Linked DNA regions of Danio rerio: region 2 is linked to region 1. Evidence: chromatin contacts called from public Hi-C data. All regions are on one chromosome and are shown on one strand. Each heading gives the region's core, a stretch centred on a gene start, on an enhancer-like site or on the middle of the called end of the contact. The rest is flanking DNA. Distances are from core to core; before and after follow the strand shown.

Evidence for each region. A called contact is a pair of places that touch in the nucleus more often than the background predicts.
Region 2: a Hi-C map of embryo shows a contact between it and region 1, with 3 times the contacts expected there. The contact joins two enhancer-like sites. A contact is called at or near these places in 7 of 18 Hi-C or Micro-C datasets (caudal fin, embryo, fibroblasts and 2 more) and 1 of 4 datasets of contacts at active chromatin or transcription factors (caudal fin).

What each region holds. Positions count from the first base shown.
Region 1 is chr9:8,754,204-8,760,056 of GRCz12tu, reverse strand. col4a1 (collagen, type IV, alpha 1) reads left to right here. Exons shown (of 52, transcript XM_688948.11): 2 at 1,488-1,547; 3 at 4,371-4,460; 4 at 4,571-4,615; 5 at 5,193-5,237; 6 at 5,335-5,397; 7 at 5,530-5,583; 8 at 5,744-5,770. Among named protein-coding and RNA genes, the nearest start is that of col4a1, 59 kb to the left of the region's middle. Within about 2 kb of position 2,731, at least 4 of the 62 cell types and tissues checked have an H3K27ac peak or open chromatin away from gene starts, as enhancers often do.
Region 2 is chr9:8,904,088-8,909,940 of GRCz12tu, reverse strand. The region is part of intron 4 of col4a2 (collagen, type IV, alpha 2); the gene reads right to left. Among named protein-coding and RNA genes, the nearest start is that of rab20, 73 kb to the left of the region's middle. Within about 2 kb of position 3,385, at least 13 of the 62 cell types and tissues checked have an H3K27ac peak or open chromatin away from gene starts, as enhancers often do.

The DNA.
Region 1 (5,853 bases), core at 1,482-3,981:
ATGAAGGAGGCGGCATTGAAGATGAATCCAAAGATTTTTGATGAACTCTGGGAGTCCTGCAGGAACGCTTTCTTTGCCATTCCAGATGACTTTATTATTAAGTTATTTGCGTCATTGCAGAAATATATGGATGCAGTCCCCCAAGCTTATGGGAGTCATACACAATATTTATTATTTTTGCACCATGACTTTATATTCTATACTGTACATTATTTCTGCTAAGTGACAAGACTTTTGTCTAAGCAAAGTCAGACCTTTCTGTCCTAATTAAATATTTAAATATCAAGGCATGATTATATTTAAATTTGGTAAAATAAGCGTAAACTAAAGGCCTTTGCCTTTCATATAGGACACTTCTGATACCAAATGATCAACTACAAGTCAAGTTATTATTTGTTGTTCCTAAAACTTAGATAGACGACAAGACTGTCAAGACTTTCAAGACTTTACTGTCAGGTAGTGTACATATAGTATCTTTCTGCAGTAGTTGTTTTGCTAGGTACTAGTATTAAGTTTAACATGCACTTTAAAGACTTATTTAAGTTAAACAGGCAATCGAGGCTAATTGGGCAAGTCATTGGATAATATTCACCTTAATATGCATAATAAAATGCTTTTATTCCAGATAAACTAAAAAAGAAGTAAGATTTTTTTATTAAATATTATGGAAATGACAGTGAAAATGTCCTTGATCTGTTAAACATAGCATGGGATGTATTTGAAAATGGATTCAAATTTCACAGGAGGGACTAATAATTTTGCCTGTTGAAGGACTATACTAGAATGATTTGTTGGACTTTAAAACTACATAAGTCTACAACTGTGTGTTTGTTTACCTTCCACTTTCATTACTTGACGTTACATGCACAGTTTACATTAGCTTGTTTTGCGTTAGAACATTCATTGTTGATTTTTAAAAAGAAAACTTTTTTTGAAAGCAGCTGATTTACTATTGAAGTATTGAAAATGAAGATAAGTCTGTAGCATTGTGAGCATTCAGTAGCATTTTGTGTTATTATTAACACATTGTTCATCTCAAATAAATATAAAGTGCAGTTTTACTTGAGCCAACACAAAAAGTAACTTTTATATTGTAGTGAAATATTAAATCTCTGTCTTTAAAGCCTTTAGCTTATGTGTCTGTTTCAGACCCTGCACATATTAAATACATTTCTCGTAGCTGTCCTGGAGTAAAATATTGTTAAAAAAATGACTAATGTGGATCAATACTGTTCAACATGAAATCATGCCACTTTCTTCTATTAGCATTTTCTAAAAGCTTACATGTCCAAAATGATGTTGATTTATTCACGCTATCAACATTTTTCTGTTTAATTCTAAGCCATCAGTAGATTTTACCAGAATGTTCTCTTCATTGCCACCCTTGAGTCTCTGTACTCCATTAACCCATTTTGAATGCCTTTATCATGTATTTGCTGCCTCCTAGTGTTTCAAAGCTGACATAATTTTTCATCTTTTTCTTTCAGGGTGGATGCTCGGGGTCTTCATGTGGTGGTTGTGACTGCAGCGGTGTTAAAGGGGCAAAGGTGGGCATGTTTTCTTCTACTTCCTGCCATATTACCTATGTTGCATCATTTAAGATCAACAATAGTAAATATCTTTATTTGTTGTGATGGAAAATCAAGGATATTCCACCAAATATTATTATCTAAACCACTAATTATTATTGTTACCACACATTCATTCATTCATTCATTCATTCATTCATTCATTCATTCATTCATTCATTCCTTCGTTCATTCGTTCATTTGTTCAATTAATCATAAATGAATGAATGAATGAATGAATGAATGAATAAATGAATGAAAGCATTATTTTATTTTAAATGTGGAAGAAATTGGATTTCTCCTTTATAGATAAAACGATTATTATCACTTTACTCAAACTCAATCCTACACAGTAGTATACACAGTAAAGAAAAATGATTAGCAAGTGATCTCCTTTCCCCACATAGCAATAAACATTGTTGTAAATAGTGGAAAAAGTGAAAATCTTAAAAATGTAAAAGCTAAAAGAGATCAAATAATTTACAATAAGCTTTACAGAAACAATAAATGTATTATATTTTTTAATTAAATAGGATGGTTTATTTATTAATTCCTTGTAAAAAAAGACTAGTGACTTAACATTGTTTTTATTCATAAACGTTCATTTACTATGTTTTTATTCATTTTTTTATTCATTAGTTTAAGTGAAGGTGCACACTTTTTTTTTTATTCATGGCTTTATTTATTTATTTATTTATTTTTTTTTTTAAGTAACTACAGTGTATAGTAATTATCTCTGAATTGATCACCCAAGCATACTAAATACTATTCACCTTCTAGATGTAACCATATCCTGTTGAAAAATATATACAATTCAGACAGCTTTTTGTTATCTTAAAAAAAGCACATTTTGTCGTAACAGCAGGGGCGACTTTTACCAATATCTACATGAACTTAATATTCTACAAAAATCTGGATTGAATTGCCTCAAAACAAAACAAAAAAGTGTTTTTGTCAGTAATCAATTACATTTCCTGGGGCATCATGATGCAAAATGATGTTTGGGGAAATGCTGTGTCACGTTTTTGTACTATCTATTGGTGTAGAGGAGAATATAAACAGCTGGCTTTAGGCCTGTTGAACTTCACTGCACACAAACACTCATGCGTGTGAGAGTGTGTGCATTCATGACCTTTTCATGTAGTTCATATTGTCAGAACACTGATCTGTTGCGCCATCTAGTGGTGCATGCGTATTAACAACATTGTCTGCCATTCCTCAAAGTTCATTAATGTAGTGAATGGTTAAGAGATTTATACAACATATACAGTAGCAATAATGAGATCTCATTGGTTTATGTTAGGTATTGTATTTACTAACCTAAACAAACAACCACCTATACATTTATTGTAGTATTTTGCATAATGTTTGTCAACGTTTTTTTAAATGAAAATACAATCACAAGTTAACAAGCACAACTTTGATTTGAATAAAGCATTGGCAAATGTTAAATTTAACATCAGCTGCAATTATAAATGCTGTATTATTCACTGCAAACTTTTAATTAGAGATTTTTTTCTTGTTTCAAAAACAAATATTAAAAAAGTCTCAAGTCAAGAAACACTTTCTATACAAGAAGAAATATTATTTTGCTTTGAAATAAGATTATTTATCTTACCCCATTGGCAGATTATTTGCAAAACTAAAGAAAACTACTTAATTTTGACATATCTGAAAACAAGACCAATTTGTTTTGCTTGCCTTGAAAATTCTTCTTGATTTGTAGATATTTGGACTAAAAACAAAAAAAGACAAAAAAGACAAAAACTTTTAAGCGAGAAAAGTTTTTTTTTGTTGCAGTGGTTATTCTTAAATCATATTAGTAAACACATTAACTAGCATCATTACACATCACTAGGATACTTAACTGATTGGTTCATTACTTTGGCCACGTTGTGGAGCATTAGGTAGTACTGTCACCTCACAGCAAGAAGGATGCTGGTTCGATCATCGGCTGGGTCAGTTGGCGTTTCTGTGTGGAGTTTGCATGTTCTCCCAGCGTTCGCGTAGGTTTCCTCCGTGTGCTCTGGTTTCCCCCACAGTCCAAAGACATGCGGTACAGGTGAATTGGGTAGGCTAAATTGTCCGCAGTGTATGAGTGTGAATGAGTGTGTATGGATGTTTTCCAGAGATGGGTTGCAGCTGGAAGGGCATTTGCTGTGTAAAAAATGTGCTGGATAAGTTGGCGGTTCATGACCCCAGATAAATAAAGGACTAAGCCTGAAAAGAAAATGAATGAATGAATGAATGAATGGTTCATTATGATATTCCAAGTTTTGCTATTCCCCAATAACAACCACTGGAACCTATAGCACAGGCTCATCTGCATACTACAAATCATCTTGACTGATGTGAATGCATTCATATTTATGTTTTTGTGATTATATTTCAAGATGCTGTTTTTTCATTATTTGGCGCCATCTTTTGGCTGAATAAATATTTATTTTAATACATTTTTGTTTCTGTAAGCTTTACGTTTATTTAAAGGGTTGATGAGTTATTTCCAGTCAGATCAATGTTTTGGGCCTAATCGTTTACTTTTATGGCAAGTAGCTCAGATAATGTACATCTAGGTGGTATTTTTGCCAAATAAAGCCCTTCAGTCTTCAGATACAACAAATGCTGACTGATGATAAGTTGACCTTTATTTTGTGTACATTAATTGTACATTAATCCATTGCTTAAATAATGTAAAAAATGGTCAAGTGTGATCTAAATATAAGTAAAAAGTAAATTAAATAAAAAGAGAAAAGGAGAAGATGAAACTCATTGAAATCATGACCTTTTGTTTGTCCGCATTAGGGTGAGGTTGGGCTCCCTGGTTTGATGGGCCTTGTTGGGTTTCCTGGAATGCAAGGTCATGAGGGCCCTCCAGGGTCAATGGGGCCAAAGGTATTGTACATTTCACCAATTCCGAACACATCCTTAAGTTACATGTAGAATCTATATCTCTTTCCTCTTTTTCTTTACATAATATAATAATAATGATTTTTTTTTACCAGGGTGACAGAGGGGAGATAGGAGCACCAGGAATTAAAGGAAGCAGAGTAAGTGGCCAAACATGTCTGTCTGTCTGTCTGTCTATCTAACTGTCTGTCTGTCTGTCTGTCTGTCTGTCTGTCTGTCTGTCTGTCTGTCTGTCTGTCTGTCTGTCTGTCTGTCTGTCTGTCTGTCTGTCTATCTATCTATCTATCTATCTATCTATCTATCTATCTATCTGTCTGTCTGTCTGTCTGTCTGTCTATCTAAGTGTCTGTCTGTCTGTCTGTCTGTCTGTCTGTCTGTTTGTCTGTCTATCTAATCCATCCATCTGAACATCTGTCTGTCTGTCTCTTCTTTCTCCATTTAGCTGTTGACACTGATTTTTTCCTGCATGTTTATCTACTGTCATGATTTGTAACTCAACTGTTGTCTTCTGTATGTGCTTTTGAAATGAAGTTTCATGAGATGCACATTTGAGCTATTTCAGACAACTGGTTTATCGTTCAGTTATTGGTTGATCTGTATTATTTTTATTAATGAAAGTCAAGCTACAAGTTCATCTGCAAAACTTGTGTAGGAATGTGTATGGATGTGTAGGAAATATTATCCATTTAGCATGTATATACTGTAAATGTGTTGTAGGGCCTACCTGGTCAAGCTGGTTTCCCAGGACGTCCAGGTATTCCAGTAAGTTGATTTTAGTTTTTCTTTTAAGAAATTTTATTGACATGTATAAATACAGTGAATTTCCGGAGAAACCATTATAATATGATTTTTCTGTCAGGGTCTTCCTGGTCTAGAAGGAGCACCTGGACCTCAAGGAATCCCAGGCTGCAATGGAACAAAGGTACAAAGAGTGTTTTTGAGACCTATGAACCTGCTAGTCCATCCACGATTAACATGATCCATGTAGGATAATAATTCTATGTCTTCAGTTAATCATAAAACCTCTTTATTTGTCTTTATTTGTGCTTTGCAGGGGGAGCGAGGATTTGATGGGATCCCAGGTATTACGGGATTGCTGGGACCACCGGTATGACTCATTTTATATCACGTGCCTCAAATATTTCCCATTTTTATCACATTTATTTTGTGTCATTACATACAGTTGTACACATTATTTGATATTAGGTGGTAATCTAGTCCATTAACAGAATCTCAACTTAACACATGTCTTTCTGAATCTTTCACAGGGTATACCAGGTATTAAGGGAGGAAAGGTATGGAACTTGTTCTAAAGTTGCTGTACATTCCAAAGCAATACCACATTAAAGCCAATACTTGACACAGTGATTTTACCACT
Region 2 (5,853 bases), core at 2,136-4,635, 150 kb before region 1:
AAGCGGCTTATATTTGAGGGGGCGTGTAAGACGTTTTGTGCACGAGCAAAGAAAATCGGCGAGCAAAAAGCAAAAAGATCCAAATGATGTAGGCTATTACATAAATGCGATCTCGACTTCTAATACTGCGCTCACGACATTTGTCATTGAAATAACGCCATAGGTAGTTGGTAGATCTGTGTAAAAAAGGCCTGCCGCCACAGCTGGAAAAAATCCTAGAGGAAACACTGATACACATATGAATTTGGATGTCAGTGCATGTGTTTAATTGCTTTCGCTGATGGTCATTGTGATTCGAAGTTCCTGCATTACTCAGTGGTTGTTATTTCAGAATAACATGCCTTGGAATGTCACAACTGACCAATCAGGATAAATTATTCTAGACAGCATGTAAGAGCGTTTCAGATCAATTCTTCTTTAAGTCGCTTCAAATCAGTTTTGATGAACATAACAGACAAATTTCAAACACAATAAATGATAGAGTATGGTTATGGTTACTAAGGCATTGGCAATAATGGACAAGTCAACACTCTTTAAATCATGTAGATTTGATGAAACGAGCTAGTCATGATGATAGACAAGCATAAGCACTGGCAGTCTGCTGTACTTAAATCTGATATGAAGCTCTGGCACACTGAACAGCAAATGCACTCAGACGAAAAAGGTTCTTGGCTCAAGTCCTATCAATCGCAGATTAGTGTGAATGCACACAAGTGTGTGTTTGTTTGAAGCCATAACCTTTCATGCACCTGCATAAACACAGTCAGATTAAGCCCATGTCTTTGATTCACTCACTCTCAACTGAAAAGCTGAGTTAGGGACTCTGATGGTGTCTGAAATGGTTTTATTATTTGCCCACTTTCATCATCTGGCATTGCTCTTGCAGATGTGCATCTGGTTGCAACAGGGGGGATCAAACCCCCTTAACTCTGCTGATTGCATTACCTAATGCTCGTATTGGTCCAGTCCTGTCACATCATGCCAGAGCAGATGCTAATGAGGAACGAATGAACCAGCTCACAAATGGTGACAGAAGACTTGAAATATATATATATATTTTTTACATTTTAAAGGGGAAATTTCATTTCAACACTAGGACTAAGACCTTTTAAAGTCCTTAAAGTCCTTTTAAGCATTTTTTTGGTTTTTAAAACTTGTTATTTTGTTAAAATAATAAATTCCCAAACGTAAATCATCAAAAAACTTTCATCATTATTTTGTTAAAATTACATAACACAAAAGAGTTGTTTTTACCTTGAATAGCCATAACAGGTTGACCGCATGTATTTCAACTTTCTTTTCATGCATTTTACAATGAATGTATCTATGAAGTCTACCTTCTACCTTCTAACTTTATTCTACCAAAAACGTAACTTTCAAAAATACAAAAACAAACTTTACTTTAGAAATTTCTTTAAAAACAACACTTCCTCTGTGATGAAAAAACACATTGCTCTCCTGCTTGCTGGAGAAAATGAGGTACGAAGAAATTTAGAAAATGACTGTGATTGGTCGTGAAGGTCATCAGTTCAGCGCTCTTCACAGATTGCAAACACAGATACATGGAGATGGGAGTGTTTAAAAGCCATGAAGATCAGTGGTTTTATCAAACGGATCGCTCGTGTGTCTTTGCACTGGGTAAACATCAGTGAAATGCGGCCAATCCAGTCATTTCTGTTGAGCACGAACACAAAGGCAAATCAACGCTGTTTAAGAATGCCTTCAACAGTGCATTAAATGTTAACGGGAAATGGACGTTTTTTTTTTTATTTCAGTGCTGAAATTTTGTATCATGACAGGTCTAATATAGTGAAAGAATAAGTTCATTAACTGGAGTTTGAAAAATGGCATCTAAAACATGTGTTTGTGAAAGAAAACTTTAGCTAACTATTGCCATTTCCCTTAACTTCCCTTAACTGAAAATAAGGTCCAGTATCCCTTTTTATTTTCACTATTCATTCAGACCGAACCTTCTGGTCACTCAGAAGGCGGTAAAAGTTTAAATTTGTGTCCTTTTTTCTTTGCTGATAAGATATACAGCCAGGTACACAGCGTTCCTCTGTGACTCAGGCGATATTTCCAGGTTTCTTCCCACCGCAGTCTCGATTTTGCTGTTTAAAATGATGGCCGTGTGAAATCAGTCGATTGCCTATGTAGTTCAATTAAAGGACTTAATGAAAATTTGAACACTCGGTACACAGGATAGGATATTGTTTTGTTTGTGCTTTGCTGGTTGAAAAATCATTCAGATAGATTGCATTTTCATTTTCTTTGGTCAGACCCTGTGGTAGTTATTTTAGTGAGCTGTCTATTGGTAATGAAACAAAGTATTTTGATTTCTGTCCTCTATTGTTCATTTTGTACTACATTTTAAGTACCTGGCGACGCAGTGGCGCAGAAAGTAGTGCTGTCGCCTTACAGCAAGAAGGTCACTGGTTCGAGCCTCGGCTGGGTCCGTTGGCGTTTCTGTGTGGAGATTGCATGTTTTCCCTGCATTTGCGTGGGTTTCCTCCGGGTGCTCCGGTTTCCCCAACAGTCCAAAGACATGCGGTACAGGGGAATTGAGTAAGCTAAATTGTCCATAGTGTATGTGTGTGAATGAGCGCGTGTGGATGTTTCCTACAGATGGGTTGCAGCTGACAGGGCATCTGTTGCGTAAAAAACGTACTGAATAAGTTGGTGGTTCATTGCGCTGTGGCGACCCCGGATTAATAAAGGGACTAAGCCGAAAAGAAAATGAATGAATTAATTTTAGGTACCTATTTGTATTTTCACTGCAGTTATTTTATTTCTAATTCTTTAAATTCATTTAAAACACTACTTTCATACATTGCTAACAGCTAAAGAATATTGAATAAAAATTTGGTGGTGAAAATTTTTTTTTTTTTTGTGTGTGCTAATATGAGAGCAGTTAAAACAGACTGGTCAATTTTGACCAGGAACACTAAAGTAACGGGCAGGATATGAACACGACAGCAGAGTTAAAGCAAAGTCAGCTAGTCACTTTTAAGGCAACAGGTTTAGTCACTTTTTTTAGTAAATAATAAAAATAATGTAAAATGTATAATGTGAATAATCACTTTTTACAATGCATGATAGAGAATAAACTATTTAAAAAATAAATAAATAAAAAATTCTGGAGTGAGATGAGACAGAAAGAATGCAAAATAAAAAGTCTAACACTTCTACAGCAAAAGAAAGGATCAGTGTGATGAAAAGGCTCTTAATGCATTTAAAAAAAAGTCCAAGCAGACATGGCATTAAGTGTGCACTTGTGTGAGAAGGAAGTGAGTGATTAGCCATTAGTTGAAGTTATTGACAGCTCCTGGGTGTGTCAGGTGAGAGTCCAGCTCTCCCAGGCTTCTCCAGTTCAGAGTGGAGCCATAAAACACACAGGTCATTTCCTGTTTCTCTCACCCTCTGCTTCTGCCTCACACTATGGCTTCCTCTCTGCATTAATCTCCTGCATTTTTTCATCTACAGCATGACGCTCCGAGATAAATTCATTTAAATTCTGTGTTTTAATCTGGTGACCCTGAACAGAACTCGATCTTTCTTGAACTTTTCCAATACAAACCCCCAGTCTCTTTTCACTGAGCGTGACGGTAATGCCACATTTAAAGTGTTAAGTGTCTCCTCACCTCCTCCATTACCTCTTCACTCAAGAATTTGATGGAAAAAAAAAAAAAAACAGGAGACACACAGAAGTGTTGGGATGGTAGAAAATTTACACACAGCCATTTGTTTTTATGTTTGTGTCTGCAGCTAAGAATGATGAAGATCTTGGTAATACTGGATTACAGAAGATATACATTCTTTAAGCTACATTCATAGGAATTCCTGGATTTTCAGAAGTTCTGTCTATATTGCATGAGGTTGGAAGTAATGAAATAATTTTTATTTCCTTTAAGGTGGTGTTTGTAAGTTTCTGACTCTTCTAAAGCTTAGAAATGCCATAATATGTTTGCAGATGTTTAAGAAACATGCTAAATTAACCTTTTGTTTATCTCAAAATCAATGCTAAAGTCGGATATTCTGCTTTAAAGGGTCACGAAACACCAAAACACATTTTTATCTTATACTGCTAAAAACACTATTAGGACACCTATATTTCACTAAAAAGTTTAAACTGGTTGTTTTTACGTTTTTTCAAGCAAATTCGTACTTCCGGTTTGAAACGAATTTTTGAAGCTGCGTCACGGCCATGACATAATAGCGTTGTATTCCAGCGTGCAGACTGGGCGTCTGTGCCAGAGTGTGTCTTATTACGTCTTACAGTGTGTTGCATTAATGCATGAGTAAGGCTTGATTCAAACCAATCAGCGCACTCTATTGTGCAATTTCATTAATATTCATTACTGTCAGAGTGTAGACGGCAAAAACGCCACGTTGTGTTGGCAAAACAAGCGTGAAGTGTTGCTTTTATAGTTTGCTGCAGTTAAGTTTTGTTTTCATTTTCTCTCTGTGAGAGCGCAGCTGTAGTCACGTGTGCATTAACAGTGTACGCGACGCTTGACAACAATAACTTACGTGTCTAAGGAGGATTATTGTTTACCTGAGAGCTGTTCTCATCTGCAAACGCTGAGATCCGGATTCGCTTGTAGTCTCCTCTTAATAAAGACGCGGCTCTAGTTGCTGTGGATTGTCCTGTCTCTACAGATATGGTAAGTGAGCAACCAGTGCTCTTTGTTTATTCAGTTCGTATTTTATTCGTATCAAACAAACTATTGCACCGAGTGTAAACAAGTTAGCACTAACAGTTACAATTAAACTATAACCTCGTGTTGGATTTTGTGACCGGAATAACACACGCGGCTTTCTGACACTACCTGCCGTGTGCATCTAAGTTTTTTTTTTCTCTCATTCGCCGTGCGGTATCAAACATTGCATGAAAAATGCACGCTTACAGCAGTTCCTCGAATCAAATATCATGTTTGTCGGGAGGAACATGAATGAATTCCCTGAATGAAAGAGCCAAACTGCAGTTAAAGTCCACCATTTAATAATTTGGCAAATAATTCGACTACAGATGTCCATGTAAACACAGTCACATTGTCCGCTGTGGTTGTGTGTTTTGACTCTGAAATTCAGCGTGCCCAAATAGACACTCCCATACCAAGCCGCTTTTCTTCCTCCGACACTCCCCCCTAAACAGAGCTGGACACGCCCACTTTTCTGACTTTTTCCAAAGTAGAGGTGTGAAAACACCCTGCTGAAACAAGTCTGTCTTTGTTTTGGTTCTTTTAACCCGACCAATGCCAGTTTAGCCAATTATATTTCAGCACATTGAGTAGCTTTGGTGGAAAACTGCGTATTTATTCATTTAGTCAGGAAGGCTCTCAAAGTGTGCATCTGTGGTCAAAATGTGACCTCTGGTGGACAGTAGCAGCCTCCGAACTGAACTGCAGATTCAGAGTTCCACATGAGCTGGTTAATAATTAGCATATAATATAAATACATCGAACATAAACATTAGGTGAGCATGTCACATTGTAACCCCGTGTCCTAACAATAAACTACTTGACGAGATTTACAGTGATAAGCCATTTGGCTGTTTGCACTAGACGAAACATGACACAAATGTAAATACAGCCGATCAGAAGCACAGAATAGTGCACCTACTGCACTCCAACGAAATGGTAAGACTCATAATTTAATTAATACATATTAAACTTCTTTAATATTATTAAATGTACATGCTGAATCACTGATATGTGTTGGTTTACACTGAGTCACAATCTAGGCTACAGTTCAAGTTTAAACAGTTTATTTTATTTTCAAGGTAAACTATCTGGTGTTGCTTTTAGTAGTATGGCAATAAACATTGTGTAACAAGTTTTTCAAACTCACATT